Regions from separate parts of the Zea mays genome. Here region 2 is linked to region 1. Evidence: chromatin contacts called from public Hi-C data. All regions are on one chromosome and are shown on one strand. Each heading gives the region's core, a stretch centred on a gene start, on an enhancer-like site or on the middle of the called end of the contact. The rest is flanking DNA. Distances are from core to core; before and after follow the strand shown.

Evidence for each region. Hi-C and Micro-C count contacts between places; a contact is called where the count stands out from the background.
Region 2: a contact with region 1 is called in a Hi-C map of bundle sheath, with 3 times the contacts expected there. The contact joins the promoter of LOC100278989 here to the promoter of LOC100280373 in region 1. A contact is called at or near these places in 5 of 25 Hi-C or Micro-C datasets (bundle sheath, ear, endosperm and 2 more).

The regions. Positions count from the first base shown.
Region 1 is chr9:76,960,648-76,966,789 of Zm-B73-REFERENCE-NAM-5.0, reverse strand. It overlaps LOC100280373, which reads left to right and starts at 2,195. Exons shown (of 4, transcript NM_001153299.1): 1 at 2,195-2,357; 2 at 2,416-2,868; 3 at 2,978-3,398; 4 at 3,503-3,815. The coding sequence starts at 2,233. The coding sequence ends at 3,619.
Region 2 is chr9:77,168,069-77,174,210 of Zm-B73-REFERENCE-NAM-5.0, reverse strand. LOC100278989 (nuclear poly(A) polymerase 4) reads right to left here and starts at 2,564. Exons shown (of 13, transcript XM_020543930.2): 1 at 2,130-2,564; 2 at 1,853-2,006; 3 at 1,656-1,733; 4 at 1,443-1,550. The coding sequence starts at 1,957.

The DNA.
Region 1 (6,142 bases), core at 946-3,445:
ACGTCCTCTAAACGGTCCTCTAAATTTAGAGGACGCTGCTGGATTCTCTATATATAGAGTTTCTCTAAACGGTCCTTTGTCCATTTGAATACTTTAAATAACCGTTTAGCAAAATTAAAATATATACAATACATCTGAGAGTATAATAAATACGTATGTACAAAAAAGAAAAATGTCTTTAATATAAATATTTGTGTATAAGGAATGTGATTTAGAGGATGTCGTTCGAAAGAAAGAAGATATAGAGGCCCTGTTTGGCACAGCTGCTGCTTGTTGAAAAAGCAGCTTATCTGAGAAGCTGGCGAAAAGCAGCTTCTGCTTATTGGCTGCTTTTAGTGTATTCTGAGAAGCAGCTGAACTGATAAGTTGCTGCAGAAGCTGACTGTTTGGCAGAACTTCTGCTTAAATTTGTGAAGAAGCTGAAAATAAGCTGTGCCAAACAGGGCCAGAAGATGAAATTTTTAGAGGAAACTATAAAGGACAGATATACTCCCTTCGGTGCAGTAAAGGTAGTCGTTTAGTACATAATTATGCATACCAAGGAGTGATTAATTATCATGGAGTTTTCCCTGTTTGCCCTTATTAAATAGGGATATGGGTGTATTAACACCACCGAAACAATCAGGCTCGATTAGTTGCTGCAGCACCTCTCGAGGCATTCTAGACTAGAGGTCTTAAGCTTGATTCCCCGAGCACATCTTTTTTTTTTTTCCATTTTGCATGGCGCGTTGGAGGCTTGCATGCCCATTTTGCATGGCGCGACGCAAGCCCAACGCGGAAGGCGAGGCGAGACGCAAGTCCAGCGCGAAAGGCGAGGCGTGCGGTGTTACTAATGCATGGCATGGCAACGGTCGACGAAGAAAACGAAGCGCTCGAGCGATGCAATTACTTAGGGGCAGCAACGTCCAAATTCCAGATCCATACGCGCTACGACTTCTTTTGTGCACGCTCGGTCACACGCAGTCACGCAGAATGACTTCCTTCACTGCACCGGAGGGAGTAAAGCTTTAGGGCCTGTTTGGTTTGATGGCTAACTTGCCACACTTTGCCTAACTTTTGTGCCTAAGGTTAGTTCTTCAATTCGAACGACTAACCTTAGGCAAAGTGTGGCACATTTAGCCACGAACCAAACAGCCCCTTAATCCTATACTTTCATCGGGCGCGGCGTGCCCCCTCGCCTCCAAGGCTCCAACGCATCAATCAATAGAGCGTGCGCGCTGTGGCATGGAGCACAAGGATGGGGGCACAGCTTCTGCTAGTGGTCTGCCCGCCGGAAGCAGCTTGTGCTCGGGCTCGCCGTTGCTGGACGCGCCGCTCCTCCGCCGCCTCTACGCTGGGCAAATCCTTGCCAGATGGGGCGCGAGGTGCGTCCGGGCCATGCATCAGCTCCTCTGCTCTGCTGTCCGCTCCCCGCCCTATCTAGTTTTTCACTACTCCGTAGCGAGCGCTTCTGTTACATTACAGCGCTTTAGTTTTGGGCGTCTGTCCCGAGCCACACAAAATTTGATGGATGCTGTTCTTCTTTTTTGTTCCACTTTTTTCCATGCACTCCGTGATTGAATAATTGAATTGGTAGCGGGGGTGCGATGTTTCAGAAACCAGTTTTGCGGTAGGAAAAAAAAACATACACACAAGAACAGGTTTCTAAATGCTGGCCGGCCGGGACCGGTATCCCACAGCGGCCACCGACAAAAAATTGGTGAATTTTCGCTTTTTGTTTGTCTTGTGGATTTCGAAATTTTGGTGACGCAATGCCGAAAAGTAACTAAAGTAAATTCGCAACTCATGGCACGCGAACATTGTCTGCTACTCATGGTTTTTTTTTATGTTATGTATCGTGCTGCATAGGATGTGGGAGTTTTCTGTTGCGCTGTATATGATTCGCATTTGGCCTGACTCGCTTCTCTTTGCGGCCATCTACGGCGTCGTGGAGACATCCTCTCTCGTGGTGCTCGGTCCCGTGGTGGGGACGCTCGTTGGAAGGGCCACATACCTTCAGGTCACAAACTCGCAATCTTTCGCCAATCAGTTTTGTCTATTTGTAAATAAAATTGACCTAATCCATACTATAATACTGGAAACAGTAGCAAGCCATGACACGTTGCTCTGCAACTGATAAAAACTTACCATGAAGAACAAACATTTGCGCTTCATCATCAGGTTTTGGGCATCTGGCTGCTGTCGCAAAGCATATCCTTGATTGTCGCTGGAACCTCGGTGACCACCCTGCTCATGTATGCCAACCTGAGAGCCACAAGGTTCCCGGCATTCATGGCGCTGGTCGCCGTTACCAACGTCTCCGGCGCTCTAGCTGCCCTCTCAGCTCTCGCCGGCACCATACTGATCGAGAGAGAATGGTACCTTTCTTCACTGTCCTTTACTGGAACCTTAGTTGAGCAATGGGTGACGGTGCAGGGTGGTGGTGATCTCGAGCGGCCATCCTCCGTCGGTGCGGACGGGGATCAACTCGGTGGTCCGACGGATCGACCTGGGCTGCTCGTTGCTGGCCCCCGTGCTGTCGGCTCTCGTCATCAGCCTCGCGTCGACTCAGGCCTCTGCGGCTGTGCTGGCGCTGTCCACCGCCGCCTCGGCGGGGCTGCAGTACTGCCTCTTCGTCTCCGTCTACAACGGCGTGCCCGCCCTCGCCGCGCCAAGACAGCCCAGAGCTTCGGACGCAGAGCGCCCGCCGCCAGTACCGATGACCGTCGCGCCGGCCGAGGCCGAGCCGACGCAGGCGTTGGATTGGAGGGCGAGGCTGGCAGATAAGCTCTCCGTCGCGTCCGGTTGGGAGTCGTGGGTGGTGTACGCGAGGCAGGACGTCGCGCTTCCCGGGGTGGCGCTCGCATTCCTCTACTTCACAGTTCTCAGGCAAGCTAAGCTAGCTGCAAGTCACTCTGCGCTCAACCCTGCAACAGCTCACAGTCACAGATATGATGAATGAGTATTAATTTGCCACCAAGTGGCAATTGATGTGCAGCTTTGGTACGCTGATGACCGCGACACTTGACTGGAAAGGCATACCTGCATACGTGATCAGTTTGGCGCGGGGCTTCAGCGCCATTGTTGGGATCGGAGCGACCCTGCTGTACCCGCTCGTGCACTCCCGGGTTACCACGCTCCGGACGGGGCTGTGGTCCATCTGGATGCAGTGGTGCTGCCTGCTGCTGTGCGTGGCCTCCGTCTGGGCGGCCACCGGCGTGGCGTCCGCCTGGATGCTCATGGCCGGCGTGGCGACCTCGCGCCTGGGCCTCTGGACGTTCGACCTCGCCGTGCTGCAGCTGATGCAGGACGGCGTGCCCGACCACGAGCGGTGCGTCGTGGGCGGTGTGCAGAATGCGCTGCAGTCCGTGTTCGATCTGCTCACCTACGTCGTGGCCATCGTCATCTCCGACCCAAAGGTGCGTGCGTACGTATAGTCACTAATGGCTCTAAGAGGATGACGATAGATGATAACCAGACCACTCATATACTGATATACGACGTACATGCTCGATGCCAGCAGGATTTCAGCAAGATGATCGTGCTCTCCTTCTCCCTTGTTACCTGCGCCGCAGTCATGTACACGGTGCACGCCTACCGAGCACAGAAAGCAGCGTGCACCTCTTCCACCTCGACATGACGTGATCCTGGAAAAGAAGTGCGAGACTGCAAGGTGTAGGGATGAAAACTGAGCGGCTTATGTATGATTGATTGCCTGCATGGTTTTATCCTAGACCACTGTATGTGTTAATTTTATCTGAACCTATGTTTGGTTACTTGTACGTGGAGACACAGACTTAGAGTGGTAATGGATCACGATCCGAATACCGCTTCACAAAAAGTGGGAGTACTTAAATAATTTTAGTTCAAAAATAAATAGGAATAGGACCGGACCCTAATCCGATTTGATCCTTAAAATTTTTAGTGTAAAATCTAGAACCCATTACCACCCCTGCGCGGACTACACGAGCCAATACGAAACAAATCATTTTGGAGCTATTTAGTTGCATCCGGTATACCCGAAATGAGCGTATCTGGCCGGTCACGCTCACGAGCCTGACTTCCTAGGCGCAGCGAACCAATCAGGCTTGTGAATAGCAAACGATTTTGAGACTATCGACCCCCTAATTTGTGTTTCCACTGCTCTTAGTCTTCTTAGTTTTCATGTGCCCTCAACATTTTGCAGTGTTCTTATTTGGTATTTGTTGGATCAGATGGGAATCTGATAATTTTGAGGCTTTAGTTGTATCTCAATCAATCAATTTTGAGGCTTTAGCTGTATCTCAACCAATCAGGGTTAACCAAACCATTTTTAAACTAAAAACCGATCTTCACCGAAAATGGTAAACAGCTCTAAAACCACCGGTTTTTCGAAGAAAATGACCAGTTTGTATGTTCAAACTCAAAAACGATTTTTTAATCCCGGTAAGAAATCGTGCTTCTCAGCTGAAAAATCGTGGATACCGTGGAGACATTGTTGTTGTTATTATAGTGTTGATCAACAACATACTTGATAAGTACGGGCGTACACATGTTCTTGCTACTGATACATGATGACGTATGATTACTTCCACAACATTCACATGTCCTTCTTTCGCTACGCTGCTTGTCTAACAACGATTCATACTCTTGTACTAGCATGCTATCTTGGTTGAACCTGATAGATATATTAGTGCACAATGCATATGTTTCCTACACTATGTATTGAGAGAAAGGACTGAAGCGGTGAAGCCACAATATGTACACATACAATATCCAAATAAACCCTATACAAATAAGAATATACAAGTGCACGCATCTCTAACAACACCATGTGGTGATTTAGACGAATGGGTGGATAACTATCCAGCTTTAATTCAAGGACAACATCCTTGCTTTATATGAGGGTCGGGGCACAATGGAAGCGGACCAAAAAAAACAGCAAGCTAAGCTGTCATAAGCATTTCACCGAACACCTTGTGTCATGAACCAAAAGAAGCACTTAAGCTTCAAATCAAGCAACAACGTGATGTCCAGTAGTATAACAACGCTATATGCGCAACAATTAGCTCACCACAAATTTCAGCACTATCAACAGATCACCAACATACCAAAGAACACATATATGCCCCCATGCCAACATGACCATACACCAAGAAACTTGAGGGATGGCTCCAATAGCAAGCAAAATGATGAGAAATTAGCACATATGACAAGTAAAATACCCAAGCAAGTGAAGACACAGGGATTTATGTGGGGAACTCTTTACGGAGAGAAAATCCACAGGCGGCGGCAAGCAAGAACTCCAATATGAAGATGAAGAAAACAAGAGATGGGAGCCAACAAGTGAGGGGATGGAGGCTCCGGATCCCCAAATCACTCTCTAAAGTTTTTGGATTTGGTGTCTCTCAATCTCTCCTCTGCTCACTCTAACCCTAGCTCTCTTTCTCTGGTTTTTTTTGTAAATGAGCTAGGCTCCTTCCCACGCAAGACAGAGCGACCATGGGCTGCTATTTAGGGCTATTTTGGCCTTTTTGCAGATGACCCCCAGGGTAGCTGTTTGCAGATGACCCCCTAGGGTCAATGGGAGCTACCGACCACATTTCTCCATCTCAGCGACAATTGAACCATAGAGCGAATAAAAGTTCAATCTTCAAACTCTTCATCTTCAAGTCACTAACTCAGCATGTAAAAATCTCACCGTCTCTAAAGCTCCACATGGGAGCTAGCTCGGTCAAGCATGAACACCCACCAAACTCAAGCAGTGCTCAACCATGACTCTTGGGACCAACTTGGTTAACATATTAGTTGGGTTGTCTTTTGTGCCAATCTTCATAACATACAAAGGTTTGTTTTTCACATAAAGCCAAATGAAGAAATTTTGCACATCAATATGCTTGGTTCTCTCATGAAACTTCTCATCTTTTGCAAGATAGATTGCACTTTGATTATCACAAAAGACAACATGATCAACTTGCTCAATGCCCAAATCACCAAGAAAACCATGCAACCAAATAGCTTCCTTCACTGCCTCAGTCAAAGATATAAATTCGGCTTCTGTGGTAGATAAAGCAACTATATGCTGCAATGTTGCCTTCTGACTAATGCATGACCCACAAAACTAAAACACATAGCTAGTGATGGAATGCCTGCAATCAAGATCCCTAACAAAGTCAGAATCAGA
Region 2 (6,142 bases), core at 1,315-3,814, 210 kb before region 1:
GTGATATGACATGTGGTCATCAAGGTATCTACACAAACCAGCCTAGCAGCCAGCCAGCCACTAAGTGTGAGCATGACCATTAAACTCGAGCTATGGCCAATGCCGTGCGAGGAACATTGGTGTGCAAGAAGCAAAAATGCCTCCTCTCACTCACATTTCCCTATGGAATGCATATTCCAAAGTCATTGCTGTTGCTACTTATATTCCAGTAATCCAGTAATGTTCCAAGTTTCACTAGAATAAAGTGCATCTTGTATGATGCTGTTGATCATCAATTCACAGATTGAAAATGTTGTATGTACAACTAAATTAAATATTCATTTATTTCTACACTCAATTCATTCCTTGCTTCAATCCTTGTTAAGTGGGTCCCTAGAGTAATAGAACAGGTCAAAAAGGCAAGGCAGGTATTTGGGAAAGACGGGAAAGACGATACAAGGGCAATAAAATAAAGCAGCCAAATAAGATATATAGCCAGATGTCCGTGCTTTGATACGGTTGTTATATATCATATAAATAGGTATTGAGATATTTATTCAAATATAATTATTGTTTATTTCTAAATACTAGGGTACGTGTGGTATGGTTTTTAGCCCCAAATTTCTGGAGCAGGGCGGCGTGGGTTCGAGTGCTCGCTCTGCACTATTTTTTGTGTGGTGTGGTAGCTGCGCGGACAGGGTCGGGTGCGGAGCAGGCGTAGTAGCTGGCTGCGCGGGCGTTGGGGTTCCACAGGGCAGTAGCTGAGCGCGGGCGTTGGGCATGGTGCCCACAGGGCACGGCGCCGAGGCAGGGCGCGTGGGGCGGGAGAACCAATCGAGGCACATGGGGTGGGCCCAGATTGTCAGCGCGGAAGGAGAAGCCGTGGTAGCAACCAGGCGCTCACATTAGGTTCTTAATATAGTATATATATAGATTTGAATGAGACTGCAAATGCATAGTAGCCATTCACTATGGCTTATTTAAAATTTATATAACGGCTTGACAAGGGCAGTGTGAAGGTCTTCAGAAACTCAAAATTGTTCGCAAACAGCACATGCCTTCATATCACAGCAACATGGCATGTTGCACAATTTCATGCTAAATTGGATACTGGTCAGCAAATTTACTTTAAAAAAACTGTGACACTTATCTCGTTAAATTGTGTTCTCAAAAAAGCAGGTTTGGATAATTGCAAGTTGCAACCACTCGTACACCACTTAGATCCCACTTCTGAATATTTAGACTGTTTCTATATCAGTTGTAACTTGCAACTAGTCCTCAAGCACAAGAAATTTGAATGTAGTATTTTAATAGGACACGAACACCCTTAAAGGAGCATCAACACTAAGTACTGTCACAAGTACAAAGACTATCTAAACTGTACAATTTCACTAATGAATAAATAAAAGATGGGTGGCAGAGCAAAACAGGCGATACTAGTAAAAGGAAGTGGTGGAAATTACCCCAAGTCGGTATGAGCCAAAGGTGAAGAGTACAGCATTTGCCTCTTCAACCATTTGATCAGTATATCCTCTCTGACTAGTCAATTGCTTCACCCAGTCTTTTACAATCTGCAAATGCCGAAAGAACATGCTTAGGGAAGAAATAATGCTGGAACCATGGACACGGATACATAGTGCAGCATTAAGCACACGTGTGGCAACAAGAGTAGCTACCTGGCCAAGCTTCCCCAGCACCTCCTCCCGCCTAGCAGATTCGTCAGGGCTCTCATACAGACCCGCCTCGACCAAAAACTGCAAATCAACAACAGCTGTAATTGAATAGTACAATATCAATCTGAGACGGGAATGTGAAATCGTCGGGCGAAGAGTTGAGACAATACTGATAACATGAAACTGAATTAATCACAAACCTTCTCTAGTTCCGCCGTCCTCTGCAGGTCGGCCTCCACAGGCCCGAGCAACGACAACGGCTTAGTTATTCCGTACTGCTTTGGGGGATCAGAGCCGCTGGCCATGGAACCAACGGCAAGAGAACACAAAATCCTCTCCCAACACGAGGACGCCCTGAAGGAACAGATAGCGTAATTAGCACGGATCGGCCGCCGGAAACCCCGAAAATCCCGGTAACTCAAGGCCACGCCGCCACAAAAACAGCAACTTTTACACGGAGATAGAACGCGACACGACCTCTCCCAGGGCTCAATCTGGAGCGCCCGATCCCTTATAACTGCTGAGCACGGCGACTCCTACTAGATTACGCAAAGGTAACCGCCTGGCACAAGAACCCAGAGCTCCACCACCCGAGTCGAAATCCCCCGCACGGAACCTCCCCGAACTGCGCCGCTGGGACGGGTCGGGTCAAGATCAGACGGGTCTAGATCTCCCTTTCCCGCGCGGATCCGGCAATCCGCCGGCCACGTCGGCGGGGAACAGAGAGAAGGAGGTGGCGCGTCGGCCGCGTGGGCCGTGGGGTGGCGGCGGCCGGGGACAGGCAGGAGAGAGGGACGGCGAATAGGCAGGGGATGGAGATTGGAGGGAGTAGAGAGAGAAAGGGATTTCTCTGGGCGATCCGTCCGTCTATTTCCTTGCGGAGACGGTGCAGTTGGTAACCACGTTCGTTGCTTAGGGGGTGTTGGGTCAGCTAAAATTTAGCCCTATCACATCGAATGTTTGAACCTCCGTTCGGGGTATTAAATGTAGTCGGATTATAAAACTAATTTCTCAGCCGAAGATTAAAAAGTGAGACGAATCTAGTACAGTTGATTGGGTCTATATTTCATACTCCTACTTGAAAGTCAAACGCTTGATGTGACTCGGGCTAACATTTAGTCCACAGAACCAAACACCCCTTAGTATAGCTGTGACTGTGTTCTCTACAATATTTTATTTATACGGTCGCTAGATCGAACAGCTGCAGTAGCTGTAGAACAGCCAAATAGGCTATTTGTCGCGTTGAACGGGTTGTTGTATATGATCATTTTTATTTAATCGAGATAATAGTTGTCTTCGGACTAATGCCTTTCCCCTACGACAGTTCTAGTGGCTCACTGCTCACACAATGCGTTCATCGCTTTTCACTCTATATCCCACAGTCCAAGCGCGCTACAGTAACACGTGACATTTGAGGCCATACGCAGTCGGCACTCTCTCCTCGTGTTCCGTGTATAGCAATGTTTTTATTGGAAAAAAGATAATAGATGATGAATAGGTATGGAAAATGTTATTTTATGTTTGGAGTAGTATATAGAGGGTTAGGGGGTGTTTGGTTGCTCCTGCTAAAGTTTAGCCCGGGTCACATCAAGTGTTTGACTTTTAAATAGGAGTATGAAATATAGACCTAACCAACTGGACTAGATTCGTCTCGTCTTTTAATCTTCGGCTGACAAATTAGTTTTATAATCCGACTACATTTAATACCCGGAACGGAGGTTCAAACATTCGATGGGACATGGGCTAAATTTTAGCGGGTGTAACCAAACACCCCCTTAATGTAGAGTGAATTGGTGTGGAGAGTAGAGATATAGGGAGAGAGATTGCTGACGTGACCCATGAGTGAGATATAGAGTGAGACTAGTCGGTTGCATGTGCGTTGCGATGGCTCACAACAATACCCACGTAAAAATATCCACAAAAAAAATCTTAAGATTTTTTTATTGATTTTCTCCGCTCTCCACATAATAGTTTTTTTATTTAACTAACTGATGTTGTTGTTTACTCCATCCAATATGTCTTGGTACAACACGGCCAATGAAGGTAGTGATTGAAAGAGAGTTCACAATGACTGACTGAACAAACAGATATTACATAATGACATAATTCCATCATACACAGACCAAATAAGAGAAAGTTTGTGAGCTCAAGTTTCTAAAATAAGTCACATGAACTCAAACTTATAAAAAAATAGATTAAAATATGGAGTGGTTGCTAAAGTCAGGCATCAATAAAAACTCGATGTGCTTCATACAAATTATGGTACTTTGTAGCAATTACTAACGTTTAAAACCAACAAATAACATTTCCTTTTACTGTTAGCGTGAAAAATCATTGCTGCTCCATCCAATTCAACAACCTCAAACACCATGGAGTCCATTGTGCCAATGTGGTCTCAAAAACGACCTAACACATGCAAGAGCCAAGAACATAAGGGACGAGCACCCGGTGGTAGTGCCTGCATGGATCTCCAAATCCTAACACATATTTTGCAGGATCCATGAGCCATCATCAGAAGAACACAAACCATGTGCAGACAATAAATAAAGTATTAACACACCCAAATTATGTTTAGTCATTAGCACAACAAAAAACTAACACCCAAAACAACAGAGGAACAACACAAATTTTTTTGCAATGACAGAAAGATGAGTGACAGGTACAAAGAAGTTGTAGAAGCATATGAAGTCGACACCGTGGTAAGGGAAAGGCCATGTAGACAGGCGATACCGAGCCATCGAACGGGTACCATAGGCAGCAAATCAGGAACCCCCATCTCTCGCCTCCCCCACTTCCAAGGTTTCATAGAGCATGAAGGGAAGGGAAGAGAAGGGAAGGGAAGAGGCAGGCATACATGTTCGTTGCCGGAGAAGGACACGACGAAGACCTGGGCATCTGGAGGCGACATAGGTAGTATACCGCTAGATACATATAGGGAGAGAGCACGCAAGCGAAGAAAGAAGCTCAGCCGGAGCAGCTTCAAACCGAGAGGCACCCGCACCAGGTGTCAGTCCGAGAAGGGCGAGAGAATGCGAGTGCCTTCCCAGCCCTGGACCCGCCGAGGCGACACAACACCACCACCAACTCCGTAGCATATGCTGACTGCTGCCACGCTATGGGCCTTGGTTGTCCAATATCTCAGACCTAGACTCCTCATCGCCAAGATAACCTAAGCGTGACAGGCGCCACTGTGTCCTCCTCGATGGCACGCACGAAGAAAGGCCAGGAGGAAGACCGACTCGCCCCGTACCTGCGTCGACGAGCGTCGGTCGGCTTGCGGCTGCGACCGTGGGCGAGGGTAGTAGGTTGGGGAGGAAGAACAGGGCGAAGGCCGAGAAGACGAACGGGACGTCCGACGATGGTGAAAACGATGGTGCGCACATATTGTGAAATGTCCTCGTGGACGTACAATAGCCACTACGCAGGTCGGTGTCGGGGTTGGCGTCGGACGAATACGGGGAGGAGGTGTCTGCTCCCACGCCCTCTGCCGAGAATGGGGTGGCGCGGAGGCGGAGGGATGAGGGGAGAGAGAAAAGAAGCAGGATGACGAATGAGGTAGCGGCAACTGAGGCGAGGACCATCATTATCGTGTGGAGGTATAGATGGCCAAATAGGCCATGTCTGGCGGGCCGGTTCGAGGCACGACCCATTTAATAGTGTCTAGGCCAACCCGACACGAGCGTCGTGTCGTGCTTGGATCGTAGCCCCGGCCCATAGTGTTGGCCCGGCCCGGCATGATTATATTTTTTATTTTACAAAAAAACATATATACAACTGTATAATTTATATTCAATATTGAAAACACTTGGGCATGATTTTCTACTCGTTAGACGGTTTCACCCAGTGTCTCCCGCCCTTATTTCATCATGGTGAGTTCAAACCCCACCTCCTGCACCACTTTTTAACATTTTACGTTAATTTAACCAAATGGCCCGACGGGCTAACGGGTCGGCCCGGCACAGTCAGCATGCTGACGTGCCTAGGCCGGAGCCGCGGAGGGGATGGGCGTGCAGCAGGTTAATTTGAAATAGATGTGAGGGGTTATTTGTAAAAAGATGACACATAACGACCGTTGAAACTGGTGCTTTAATATAGTAGAGATAGAGAAGATATATATATATATATATAAATAATATGGACGACCATTAAAACTGGTGCTTTAATATAGTAGAGAAGAGATAGAGATAATTCAACCAGATTTTGCCAAATTCATCGCTTTTTAGTAATCCGTTAACCATAAAATTGCATCAAGATAATGGTAAACACTTGTTAAAATAATAAAAAATGGTGATACCATTTGCCGAATTTTCAACATTTAACACCAAATATATAAAAAATTAATAACAATCATGCACATGGATCATCATATATCTCTTCTGTACTCTTATAATCCTACAAAACACCAATTTTTCAAGTTTCCACCATCATCTATTTTGCAAAAAGTTATTTATACTTCTTTATGATATAATATGCGATCCAAATTGTCGGTG